Linked DNA regions of Zea mays: region 1 is linked to region 2. Evidence: chromatin contacts called from public Hi-C data. All regions are on one chromosome and are shown on one strand. Each heading gives the region's core, a stretch centred on a gene start, on an enhancer-like site or on the middle of the called end of the contact. The rest is flanking DNA. Distances are from core to core; before and after follow the strand shown. Region 1 holds the start of LOC103627102 (protein CYTOKININ-RESPONSIVE GATA TRANSCRIPTION FACTOR 1). Region 2 has its middle 64 kb from the start of LOC100381466.

Region 1 (6,866 bases), core at 3,336-5,835, 110 kb after region 2:
AACTTCCACATGTTTAGAGCACTGATGAAATATTAAGTTGGCACACAAATAGGTGGCACAATTAATATTACACCATTATATAAGAGAATGTGACTAAGCAATACCAAGTTCATGCAAGAGCAATTGAACCCAAATGATTTCAACACTAGCATCGACAATAGCTTTATACTCGACATCCGTACTAGAACAAGAAACAATGGGTTGTTTATGAGAACTCCAAGAGACAAGATTTCCACCAAAGAATATATCATAACCACCCAGACTTCGTCGATCATCAGGATTGCTAGCCAATCGGCATTTGAAAATGCACTCAAAAAGAAGAACCAGACTTGTCAAGGAAAAATATCATGTTAATTGTTTCATGAAGACAACAAAGGATTCTTATGACTACAACCCAATGGTTAGTCGTAAGAGAAGAAATAAAAAGAGATGTTCAGGCAAGTGATAGAGATATTGTAAGGTGCCAGCAACACTACTTCTATAATGGGTGGCATCCTTCGGAGATAGCTTCTCACTATTGTGTAATTGCAACTTCTCAGCTAGCAGCATTAGAGTCGACACACCATTAGAGTGAAGCATGTAAGTCTGAGACAAGAGGTCTTGAATGTACTTATGCTATGAGATAATAAGACCATGTGAAGTGTGTTCAACCTCTCTGTACTTAAAATTAGGCCCATGGACCAATAGCCTTAATAGTAAAATTATCATGAAACCAATGAAGGAGGCAAACAACGGCCGAAGAACATAAGCTAATAACTATGATGTCATCAACAAAAATGAGCATGTACATCTAAATACCACCTTTATTGAACATAAATAGCCAGACATAGGATTTAGAGGTTAGGAATCCAAGTTCCAAAAGTTTTATGCTTAGTCGAGAAAACCAAGCGTGTGGCACATGTTTCAGACCATAGAGAGCTTTATTGAGTTTGCAATTATGGTCCAATCGCGAAATAGCCCATGCAACAAGGCATTTTGAATATCAGTTTGATGAATAGCCTAATCTTGACATACAACTAGCGACCATAAGATATGAATAATTGTATCCTTGATAATGAGGCTAAAAGTATCTCATAATTAATCCCATATTGCTACTTAAATCCTTTTGCAATTAGCTAGGCTTTATAGCAATCAAGAGAGTCAACTACCTTTTGCTTGAGTAAAAAAAACCATTTGTAGTCAATAACATTAAGTCAAACATGAAGATGCCAAGTTTTATTTTTGATAACTGGCTAAAATTCATCAACCGTAGCTTGATGCTAGTTAGGATTTTTTTCATAGCAACAATACAATTTATGGGCATGTTAGTAGATGCTTGGATAACATAATATGTACCAATATAGTAAATAGGATTTTTAGGTTGTCTGACATTATATTTGAGCCTTATCCATATAGGTGAATAAATGTACCAAGATCTTGAGTACTAATAGTAGCAACATCTAATACAAAAGAGACATGAGGATCTAGTAACACAAGTGCTTGTTGGTTAGCATCTAAGGGCTCATCTGTGGATTGGTGGGCATGAAGCATAGAGGTGGGCCTAAAGGATAGGACAAGGTCTACCAGCACAACAAGACCCACATATGTGGGTGCGAGTTCACTTGTCCGAGAAGAGGCAGACATTGTCAAAGCCTACAAGACTGCTTTGTGCCACACATTATTGGGGAGGTCGCACACTGACTCTAGAGTTAGAGCTTTGGTAGGAAACAAGTTAGCAGCAACATATAATTGCATACAATCATAACCACAATTAGTGCAACTGCTATCCAAACTAATTATGTGTAATGTAGAGTAAACATGATTAGTTGGCACTTGGAGAAGATATAGAGGATGAACAATAGAAAGGATAATCACATACATTATGTACCTAGAAATATAGACACGACCAGAATCACGATCAAGGAATTTGTATCCTTTGTGCAAGGAAATATACCCAAGAAAACACGTTCTTTTGAACAAAAATAAAGTTTATTTTTGTTATAGGGATAGAGATGAGGCCAACAAGCACATTCAAAAAACTTGAGAACAAACAATTTGGAGGTAATTAAAGAGATGCTCTAGAGGACGTTTGTCATCGATGACACATGACGATTAATGAGATAAGTGACAATGACAAAACTTTCATCCCAAAATCTAATGGACATAGAGGCATGGACTGGAAGAGCATCTTGATAATGTGACATTGTTTTCGCTTAAGTGACCCATTTTGTTGATGGGTGTGAGGGTATAAGATCTGATGATCATTGCCCATGGACCGATTGAAGGCATGAATTTTCTAATATCACCACCATAGTCAGAATGAATACATTTAATTTTGTCACTTAGAAGATGTTCTACATGTGTTTGTAACTACAAGAATATGTGAGGTGCTTAAGATTGGTCATGCATAAGATAAATCCAAGCAAATTTGTTAAAATCATCAATAAAACTAATGTAGTATTTGAATCCCCAACAATCAAAGGCATAGGACCCCCAAACATTAGAAAAAATAAGATCCAAAGGAGACATAGAATGATGAATGGAAGTATCATAGGACAATTGATGACTTTTAGCCATTTGATAGGAGTTCGAGTGGATGACTTTGACTCTTTAGGACATGAAATATTATTAAAATGCAAAATCAACTAAACAACTTGTGATCAACCAATTAGGGCTAGTTTGAGGGTGATAATATCAATAGTTTGAGAGGGTATAAACCACCTTCACATGACCCCTCAAAAAGACTTTTATGTGTTAATGGATCTTTTATAGAAAAATGTCATACATGAAATTCAAAATAAATATAACTATCATACAAGAATTTATGAACAAAGAGAAAGTGTTTGTTAATGTTATGCGGATGTAAAAATTACGCAAAATAAGAAGTCGAGCAACAATATTATTTGTGGAATAACGAGTTTGTAAAATATGCACTGTTGTCGAATTGAACGTGTTCACTACTATGATAGCATTTGCGCATAGCAAACCGATCAAGACTGTTGGCGATATGGTCTGTGGTGCATGTATCTTTGTGCCAGTTGGGCTCCACCTTGTATGATGTAGATGCTAGGGCCACAGATGGATTATGGTTCTAATAGCACTCATCCATGTGATGCCAACAACAAATAACAATGTGGTTTTATTTACCACAAACTAACACATAGGTCGAGAAGAGTTGTTGCAAGATCTCTACAAGAATTAGTAGGGCTATGTGGCACATCCCTGTGGGAGCGACTATGACCACTGTTACCATGACCACGACCACATGAAGACCCCCCCCCCCCCCCCACGACCATCATAGCTCAACGAGAACCCACTGTTGAGTTGGAGTGACACCTAATGTTGCAATTGGTGAGCTTCAAATGTCATAAAGTGCGTGTACACATCATAAAGCGAGAGATGATCGCTCTTGGTCATCATTGAATAGACAAAAGGATCATATTCTGATCCAAGACTGGTGAAGAGGTAGGTGACCACATTGTCATAACGGAGAGGAGCACCAACAATGACAAGATCAAAGATGAGACCCTTTATCTTGTGAAAGTAGTTAGCGGCAGATAGATATCGTTACTTTATTGTGGCGAGTTAAACATGGATCTAAACCGTGTGGGCCTTGGTAGAAGATGCAAACACTTGCATGGAAGGGAGTCCTAGACCTCCTTTGATAATGTGGCGTCAACAACATCGCAAAGAACTTCCTCAGACATGGAGGAGAGGAGGCCGCTAAGGACCCGCCGGTCCTGATCATACCAACGGTCATACACCATGTTGGAGATGCTTTCGGTGCTAGCTGCCATGGAAGAGGACACCATCTTAACGGTGCAGGAGGGGTTCCATCTAGGTAACCAAGGAGCTTGGTGCTTCGGAGATATGATAGAAGCTATGTGTGACAGATGAGATTGTTAGTCATGATGAGCCGGACAGTGACAACAATGGTGAATTGTGATAGACACAAAGATGGTGGACTGGATGGATATGGTTGTGGTGGACATGGTGGAGGTAGAGGAGGTGGAGGAAGAAGTAAGGGTGGATATCTAGGAGTTCTCTAGCTCAATTACCATGATAGACTGAATGACACGATGTCCTCCACGGTCACGACCTCATGTTTATATAGTGGTACACATACATGAAAAGCTAGGAATCGTAGTAAGGCAGATGCAAAACGTAGAACTCTCCTAGTAATAATAGAGATAACCTTATATGTTTAACAGACAGGAGACACAATTTTAGGACACAGAACTCCTACTAATAATAGACATAATCTTCTATGTTTAACTAAATAATCATTGCATGACATATCTGTACTAGCTTGGTGGGGGCCACAAGGTGGAGTTGCATCACATATTCACATCTTTGTTGTCTTCTCGATTTGGGACTGAATGTTTTGCATCGATAGTACTGTGTGCGATGTGTTTGTTGCACTGTTCCTTTGGTTCCTCATCTCCCTTCTGTGTGCACTGTGCTGGTGTGCTGTCTGTGGCCACTCTCTTTCTCACGCTCTAGGAAAGGGGATCACACATCACACCTCTCTAAATCCCCTAGGGCCCTAGCTAGAGAGAGACTGATAGCATCTGTTGCTCCTCCACCCTGCGTCTGTTTATAAAAAGGACAAGCCCCTCTCCACACATTCCGTGATCACCCTGGGCCCTTGTAAATTGCCCCTTCAACTGCACATCTCCTCTCCATCGTCTCCTTGAGGCTTATTATATGCATGCATCATCCCTGATCTCTTTCATCTCTTCCTTGCTAGCTACTTCTCTAGTTATAGCTCTCTCTCTCTCTCTCTCTCTCTCTCTCTCTCTCTCTCTCTCTCTAGCTCTCTTCTCTCTCGTAGTACATGTCTACCGTCTTCATGACCCAACTGCCGCGTACTCTCCGTCTAATGGAGGGAGAGCAGGATCAGGGACTCTTTCCGGCGTCGACCTTCCATGTCGCAAAGGACCCTCCAATCTTGTTCCCGTTCATGATCACCAGCCCCGTCCATGTAGATCAGCTCCAAGGGCAAAGCAGCTATGGTGATCAGCACTTGGGGCAGCATGTCTTGTCTGAATCTACTCAACAGGTTAGGGGATCACAGCTTAATTTGCTATAGAGATGCATATATATGCGTGCATCCAAGGAAAGCTACTACGTAGATTTTATATCTTTGCATATTATTATATAGGTGTTCCTCACTTCCTTTGTCGTTTTTTATTTGTCAATCATCAGTTCACCGATCGGACGATGATAAGTGGGTCAGAAGTCTTCCCTAGGCGGCCATCGCCGTTCGGGCAGACTATCCAAAGCATCGATGGTGATATGATCCAGCCATCTGCGTATGATCCATATGATATAGTGGAGAACCAGCGCACGGAAGGATTGAGCGGCGGCGGCTGGACAGTGTCGTCGTCCTCGTCGTCACCGCCGGCGAAGATGAAGATCATGCGCAAGGCGACGAGCGAGTATCCCGAGGGTGGAGCTGCAAGAAAGCCAAGGAGAAGAGCCCAAGCGCACCAAGACGAGAGCCAGCTACTGACGATGCAGCAGCAGGCTATGGGCGTCGTCGTTAGAGTGTGCTCCGACTGCAACACCACAAAGACCCCCTTGTGGAGGAGTGGTCCTCGTGGCCCCAAGGTGAATTACCAAGTAATTGGGAAACGCCCTGATCTGCGCGTTCGTTTGAGGTTCTAGCTCAGCGGCGCAAGTTGCGCAACCTGCACCTGCAGTAGTAGTGGAGGAGTGGTCCTTGTGGTGGTCACATCCCCTATATATATTAATTAACACTCACTAATTCATGGGCTAATATATTCCCTCTTGATATTAATGTGTGTGTTGTGCCTTTTGCATGCTGCACACAGTCTCTCTGCAACGCATGTGGCATAAGGCAAAGGAAGGCGAGGCGGGCGATGGTGGCCGCGGCCGCGGCAGCTGCTGCCAGCAACGGAGGCGCGCCTCCACAAGCGGTGAGCGGCGTTGCCACCCAGCAGCAGCCGAAGCCGAAGCCGGCCAGGAAGGAGAAGAGGTCGGACGCCGCCGACCGGTCGCTGCCGTTCAAGAAGCGGTGCAAGATGGTGGTTGTCGATCACGCTGCCGGTGCAGCGGCAGCCACGGCGACGCCAGAGGCCGCAGCTGCTCGGAGTACCAAGGATCAAGCGGATCACGTCTCCGGCGACAAGCAGGTTGTTGCCCCTGCCGCCGCGATGAGGAGTCTGGATCAGAGCGAGATCGCCACTCCTCCTCCCTCGGCGGTGTCGTCGTTTCATGCTGCTTTCCCGGCCGACGAGATCACCGACGCCGCCATGCTGCTCATGACCCTGTCCTGTGGTCTCGTCCGCAGCTAGCTATATATGGCTAGCTTCTACCTGCTGAGAAATCCGTCGCTAGCAAGTGCAACCTGATTCTGCACCTAAAAAGTACCCTAGCTACATCTACCATATCTTAATATCGCTTGTGTTCTTTTGTTTGATTTTGTGTTGAGACCGGAAGAGGAAGGAGATCGCCAGGAGATATATAGAGTGATCACATGTCCAAGGCGGACGACAATAATTATGCGAAAAACTCTCGCTAGCCAGGAATTAGTCATTTTCTACCATAAGAGTGAGCCTTTTAATTTCACCCTTTTTCAGTTCTTCGGCTAATTATATATTCAAGTCCACTATATGCTATGTAACTTTCTTTGTTCCATAATTTGTATTACTTATATATGTTGTACTGGATCATCGGAGCTAAATAAAAATATTGAGGATATACAGTGATCGAGGGGTGTTGCATGGTTGTGGCGTTTTTTCACTGTTACATTTGTGTAGTGTATGTCAGCTGCTACTGAGCTGAGACAGGAATAGGATCCCTCTGGCTACTTCCTGCCAGGTACCCTACATGCTCTCACTTTTTTTTGCAATAAACATTCT
Region 2 (6,452 bases), core at 1,822-4,321:
ACCTAACTTGTGTTGGGGATGGGTTTGACGCTGGCTGCCAGGCGCCTTATATATGGCCGAGTCCGTGAACCGATAACGATCCGCGATCCGATCTGCACGTAATCCATGAACCAACAACTCTAAACTTATCAGCCAAGCAACCAAAAAATAAAACGGCAAAAGGAAGCTGCACCCCCGCAAGGTGAGGGGCCGGATTTCGGTGGACCATTCACGTGCATGTCGTGCGCCCGCGCCCTTCGGCCTGGCCCAGCCAGGCGAGCGAGCGCACGCGCGTGTGGTTCTCCACACTCTCTCCTCTCATCCATGACTTGGTGAGTGAGTGTAGCCTCCATATTTAAACTAGTTCCACTCCACTTGGACTAGCAATATGGTACTAATTGTTCCACCATTCCCTAGCCATACCCATACATGGGCTTTTGAGTTTTTTCTAGGATTTAATTGAATTTCTCAATTGGGCCTAGCCCATAAATCCAACAATCCCTCACCAGATCAAATGCCCATCTGCAGTTTTACCACTGTTCACTACTGTTTAATATACTAGTATTTCAGTGGAGACTGTTAAGTTGAACTTCCACCTAGAACTCCAAGCTACACCAACCCACAACTTGGACAATGGACTATGCCTTGAATTGCAAGTTTTGTGTGAATGGGTTTCACTTAAAGCCATAACCAGTACCTGGCTACCAGTAGTCACCTTCTTGGGTGGAGCATATACGCCGTACTCCAAGGTCTCTTCATGAGTTTACTAGAGATCACCCAGATCTCATATACTGCGATGTTAGACAGTCTAACTCATATAGGTGTGTTCTTTCAAGAATGTTCTAAAGGACAACATCTTCGCTAATAAAAGCCAACAAAACACATTAAGGCACAAAGCCAACCTGCCTTACAGCATTTGAGAGTATTGCATCTTTACTTAGAGAGGGTCAAAGGTTACTCTCCTCAGTTCACTAATGGCTTATTCTTCCCAGGACCTAATTCACGGGATCTCCGATCACATAGATTGGGTTTCCACCATGGCAACTTATATGGGTCTCATACCCATCTCTCTCGATGTGATTTCTATCACATTACATGGTAGTTCCTTTGTAAAAAGGATCTGCCAGATTTTTATCTGTTGAAATATAAGTCACACTTATAACTCTGGAGTTTCTCAACTTTCTAACAGACTTCAATCGTCTTTTGACATGTCTTGATGACTTCCCATTATCCTTATAACTTGTCACTTTAGCAATCATTGTCTGATTGTCACAGTTCATAAGGATAGCCGGTATTGGTTTCTCAACCACCGACAAGTCCATCAAGAGTTCACGCAACCATTCTGCCTCAACAATTGCTGTGTCAGTGCAGCTAGCTCGGCTTCCATGGTTGACCTCGTCAAGATAGTCTGCTTGCATGACCTCCATGATACCGCACCTCCGCCAATAGTAAAGACATAACCACTGGTGGCATAAAGCTCATCTACATCAGATATCCAGTTTGAATCACTATATCTTTCAAGTACTACATGCTGACTAGAATAGTGAATTCCATAGCTCATTGTACCGTGCAAGTAGCGCATAACCCGCTCAAGTGCATGCCAATGACCAGTCCTAGGGTTTGACATGAACCTACTCAATTTGCTCACAACAAACGAAATATTAGGCCATGTTGCACTAGCAAGATACATGAGTGAACCGACGATCTGAGAATATCTTAATTGGTCTAAACCAATTCTCTTGTTCTTTCGCAGTGTCACACTAGGATCATAAGGTGTTGGAGAAGGTTTGCAATCAAAGAAGCCAAATCGCTTCAAAACCTTTTCAACATAGTGAGATTGCGAGAGAGTAATCCCACCATCTGCCTTAATCAGCTTGATGTTTAGAATCACATCAGCTTCTCTAAGATCTTTCATATCAAAACTCTTTGATAGAAAAGACTTGACTTCATTGATCACATCAATGTTTGTGCCAAATATCAATATATCATCAACATATAAGCACAATATAACTCCTTCGCCCCCACCACATCGATAATATACACACTTGTCTGCCTCATTAATGGCAAAGCCTGTAGACGTTAGAGTCGTGTCAAACTTCTCATGCCACTGCTTTGGTGCTTGCTTCAGACCATACAAAGATTTCAATAACTTGCACACCTTGCTTTCTTGACCCTTTACTAAAAATCCATCAGGTTGTTCCATATAGATTTCCTCGTCCAGCTCTCCATTAAGAAAAGTTGTCTTTACATCCATCTGATGGACAAGGAGACCATACGAGGCAGCCAAGAAAGTAGTACTTGAATAGTAGTCATTCTAGCAACAGGTGAGTAAGTATCAAAGAAGTCTTCTCCTTCTTTCTGAGTATAGCCTTTAGCCACAAGCCTAGCCTTGTACTTCTCAATTGTACCATCAGGCTTGAGCTTCTTTTTAAACACCCACTTACAACCCACATGTTTACAGCCATAGGGTCGATTAGTGACTTCCCACGTACCATTTGAAAGAATAGAGTCCATCTCATTATGAACTGCTTCTTTCCAATCATCTGCATCTGGAGATGCAAATGCTTCCATAATGGTAGTAGGAGTATCGTCCACAAGGTACACAATGAAATCATCACCAAAGGATTTTTCAACCCTTTGTCTCTTGCTCCTTTTAGGAGCATCATTGTTATCCTCCTCTAGGACAATTTCATGTGGCTGTTCAGAACTCTCAACAGGTGTACTATGTTTAGGAGTTATCTCAGAAGAGTATCTAGAATTTCTATGAATGTCTTTCATTGGAAATATGTGTTCAAAGAAAGTAGCATCACGTGATTCCACAATAGTATCAACATATACATCAAGAACTTCAGATTTAACTACTAAAAATCTATACGCTATGCTACACGAAGCATATCCCAGAAAGACACAATCCACTGTCCTTGGTCCAAACTTGCGCTTTTTATTAACTGGTACATTGACTTTCGCCATGCACCCCAAGTGCGCAAGTATGAAAGTGATGGTTTTCTCCAAACTAGCGACGACCCTAAGGGGGGGGTCGCCCTGGGCCCCCCGGAATGATGGGCCCCACCCCTGACACCAAGGAGCAGAGCAGTCGGAACAAAACGACAAGGAGCAGAGCAGTCGAGCAGATCATGGAAGTACGGAACCGCCAGGAGTAGAAACTAGCAAACTGCATCACGGAAACGCTTCGTCCTGATCCGTTCGTCGCTTCGGCCTTCGAGTCCTTCCTCCTGTCTTCCTGTCGGGTCGTACGCCCATACCTGGCTACCTGTGTCTCGGTCTTGCCTCGATGCCTCGGTGTCTCGTAGCAGCAGGTCGGGGCTGCCGCCACCACCTCCAAGACTCACGCCTCCATCCTTGATGTCGCCAGCCGGCGGCCGGACATGCACGGCGCCCTGGCGGCCCTGCTGCGTAGCCTGTGCTCCACCACACTCTTCCCCTACTTCATGCTCGTGGCCTGCGAGGGCGGCAACCTCCTCCTTCTAACGACGTGACATTTTCTAATGTTATCCCAGAAGACGACGTGGTGACGTGACGTTGCTTCGAAATTTCTGTATTCCATAATCGGTAATAATTCTTTAAGTTTATTCTTGTAACTAAGCGATAACTTCAATTCATAATTCTGTTTTTAATTTCGGCATATAGTCTTGTCATCTAGAAAGTATCCATCTGGTTCTGAGAAAACGAAGAGGAAGAAACGAGCAAATAAGTTCATAGAAACGCGGAGAGGAGCTATGGACAAATTTTTTTTCTAGTAATTCAAGAACTTCAAGGAATCAAAATGAGATGGCTATAGTTGCTATAGAGGAGCAACCTGATAATTAGCTAGAAGATCAGGGCTTTACACCAGAAGAAAAAATTGATCATGAGCCTATGGTTAATTCACCTCCTACAGAAAATGCTAGTGTTGATGAACAACCTGTTTTTACTGAGGATATCTATGATTCAATAAATTGGGATAATCTTGATAACAAGTCAAAGGACATATTAGTAGAGAAGGGATCCATCAGAGATGAAAATATTGAATTTCCTTTGGATACCAATGGCAGACATTTTTCATATACTCATTACTCTAGAAAGATGAGCAATGGAGAAGTTTATGATAGAAAGTGGTTGGTAGATTCCAAACACGTTGATAGAGTGTTTTGTTTTTCATGCAAGCTTTTCAATACAGAAAACTGCAACAGTTCATTGGGTTATGAGGGGTTCAGAGATTGGAGGAATATTAATGAGAGGTTGAAAGAACATGAGGCTAGTATAAAACATATTACAAGCATGAACCCTTGGAATGAACTGAGGGTGAGGCTTGATAAGCATGAAACAATTGACAAAAACATTCAGCAGCAAATCACAAAGGAGAAAGAGCGTATCAGGCAAGTTTTACAAAGAATAATTGCTGTTGTGAAATTTCTTGGTAAGCGGAATTTAGCTTTTAGAGGACCAAGTGAGAAACTTTACAATGATCAAAATGGTAATTTCTTAGCTTGTGTTGAGATGATTGCTGAATTTGATTTGGTTATGCAAGATCACCTCAGACATATTCAAAACAATGAGATTCATTATCACTATCTTAGTCATAAAATTCAGAATGAATTTATTTCTCTTTTGGCTTCTGACATCACTAAATCTATCATAAACACTGTTAAAGAGGCCAAATATTTTTCAGTTATCCTTGATTGTACCCCTGATGTTAGTCATCAAGAACAAATGAGTTTGTTGATCTGATGTGTTAATATGTCTACTCATAAAGTTGAGGAGTATTTTTTGGGTTTAATGAAGGTAGATGATACATCCGGTGAGGGACTTTTTAATTCATTACTTGATTCCATTAAGTCCCGTGGCCTAAATATTGAAGATGTTCGGGGTCAAAGTTATGATAATGGATCTAACATGAAAGGAAAGCACAAGGGCGTGCAAAGACCACTGCTTGATATAAATCCAAGAGCTTTATTTATGCCATGTGCTTGTCATAGTCTTAATCTTGCACTTTGTGACATGGCTAAATCTTGTGGCAAAGCTATTTCATTTTTTGGGATTGTGCATCGAGTATATACATTGTTCTCTAGTTCTACTAAAAGATGGGATGTTTTGAAGGATCATGTTGAAAGCTTAACTGCGAAGTCATGGTGCAATACTCGTTGGGAGAGTCGGATTAAAAGTGTCAAAGCAATAAGATTTCAAGCTCCTCAGATAAGGTCAGCTTTGCTTCAGTTGAGTACCGATAAGGATACCGAACCAAAGGATAAAAGTGATGCAAAAAAATTATTTGATCTTCTTGGTACCTTTGATTTTATACTTGGTATGGTTATTTGGTATGATATTTTATTTACAGTAAACAAAGTGAGCAAGCAGTTGCAATCCTCATCCATGTGCATTGATGCTACATTAATGAGAATAGAAGATACAGTGAATTAGTTTCAGAACTATAGAAATAATGGATTTGCTTCTAGTTTGATCATTGCCAAAGAGATTGCATCTGAATTGGGTGTAGAGCCATCATTTCTAGTGAAACGTCATGCTAAGAGGAAGAAACAATATGATGAAACTGATTGTGAGGAAGCAAATCTTGAAGCTGAAAAAGCTTTCGAAGTTAGTTATTTTTTGGTCATGGTTGGTATTGCAATTAGTTCATTGAAAAGTAGATTTGAAGAACTCCAATTATTCAAAGACATATTTGGATTTTTTATGGACTCCATAACCTTGAAGTCATTGGATACTATTGAACTAAGAGAATGTTGCACCAAATTTGCAAACACTTTCTCTTTTGATGGCTCATCAGATGTTGATCTAAATGATCTAATTTTAGAGTTTAGTGTTTTGCAGTTGACTTTAATAGATAAACCAATGTCTGCCATGGATATTTTTGAGTATGTTAGAGAAGTGGATTCTTATCCTAATACTGCTATTGCTTATCGACTTTTATTTACTGTGCCCATGACCGTTGCATCAGCTGAAAGAAGTTTTTCAAAGTTGAAGTTGTTGAATAATTATTTGAGGTCCAAAATGTCTCAATAAAGACTAAATGGTTTGGCTATTTTATGCATCAAGAAAATATTATTATATGAAATTGATACTGATGCTATCATCAATGACTTCGCTTCGAGACATGTTAGAAGACAATTTTAAGGTAATCACATATTTGTATTTTTTTCTTACGATGAATAATTTTTTGATGTATTTTTAAATGTTTATTACCAATATGTATTATATATATTATTATAGTAAGACCCCTATATTAAGTCTGGCCCCGGGCCTCTAATTTGTCAGGACCGTCACTGCTCCCAACCCACTTCTCATAAGGGGTTTTCTCTTCTTTGCCCATATGAATTCTATTCAGAACATGACATGAAGTCAGGACTGCTGCCCCCCACCATGCCTTAGATAAACCACAAGTGTCTAACATGGCATTCACCAGGTCAGTCAACGTATAGTTTTTCCTTTCAGCAATCCCGTTTGATTCGGGTGAATAG

What was found. Hi-C and Micro-C count contacts between places; a contact is called where the count stands out from the background.
Region 1: a Hi-C map of leaf shows a contact between it and region 2, with 4 times the contacts expected there. The contact joins the promoter of LOC103627102 here to the enhancer-like site in region 2. A contact is called at or near these places in 3 of 25 Hi-C or Micro-C datasets (all in leaf).

The regions. Positions count from the first base shown.
Region 1 is chr5:158,654,365-158,661,230 of Zm-B73-REFERENCE-NAM-5.0, forward strand. It overlaps LOC103627102 (protein CYTOKININ-RESPONSIVE GATA TRANSCRIPTION FACTOR 1), which reads left to right and starts at 4,586. Exons shown (of 3, transcript XM_008647422.3): 1 at 4,586-5,041; 2 at 5,188-5,604; 3 at 5,817-6,713. The coding sequence starts at 4,817. The coding sequence ends at 6,299. LOC111589424 (small nucleolar RNA Z247) reads right to left here and starts at 3,474; the gene lies at 3,335-3,474.
Region 2 is chr5:158,541,885-158,548,336 of Zm-B73-REFERENCE-NAM-5.0, forward strand. No RefSeq gene overlaps it. Among protein-coding and RNA genes, the nearest start is that of LOC100381466, 64 kb to the left of the region's middle. Within about 2 kb of position 3,072, at least 14 of the 20 cell types and tissues checked have an H3K27ac peak or open chromatin away from gene starts, as enhancers often do. A contact at or near this core is called in leaf, where this site is marked.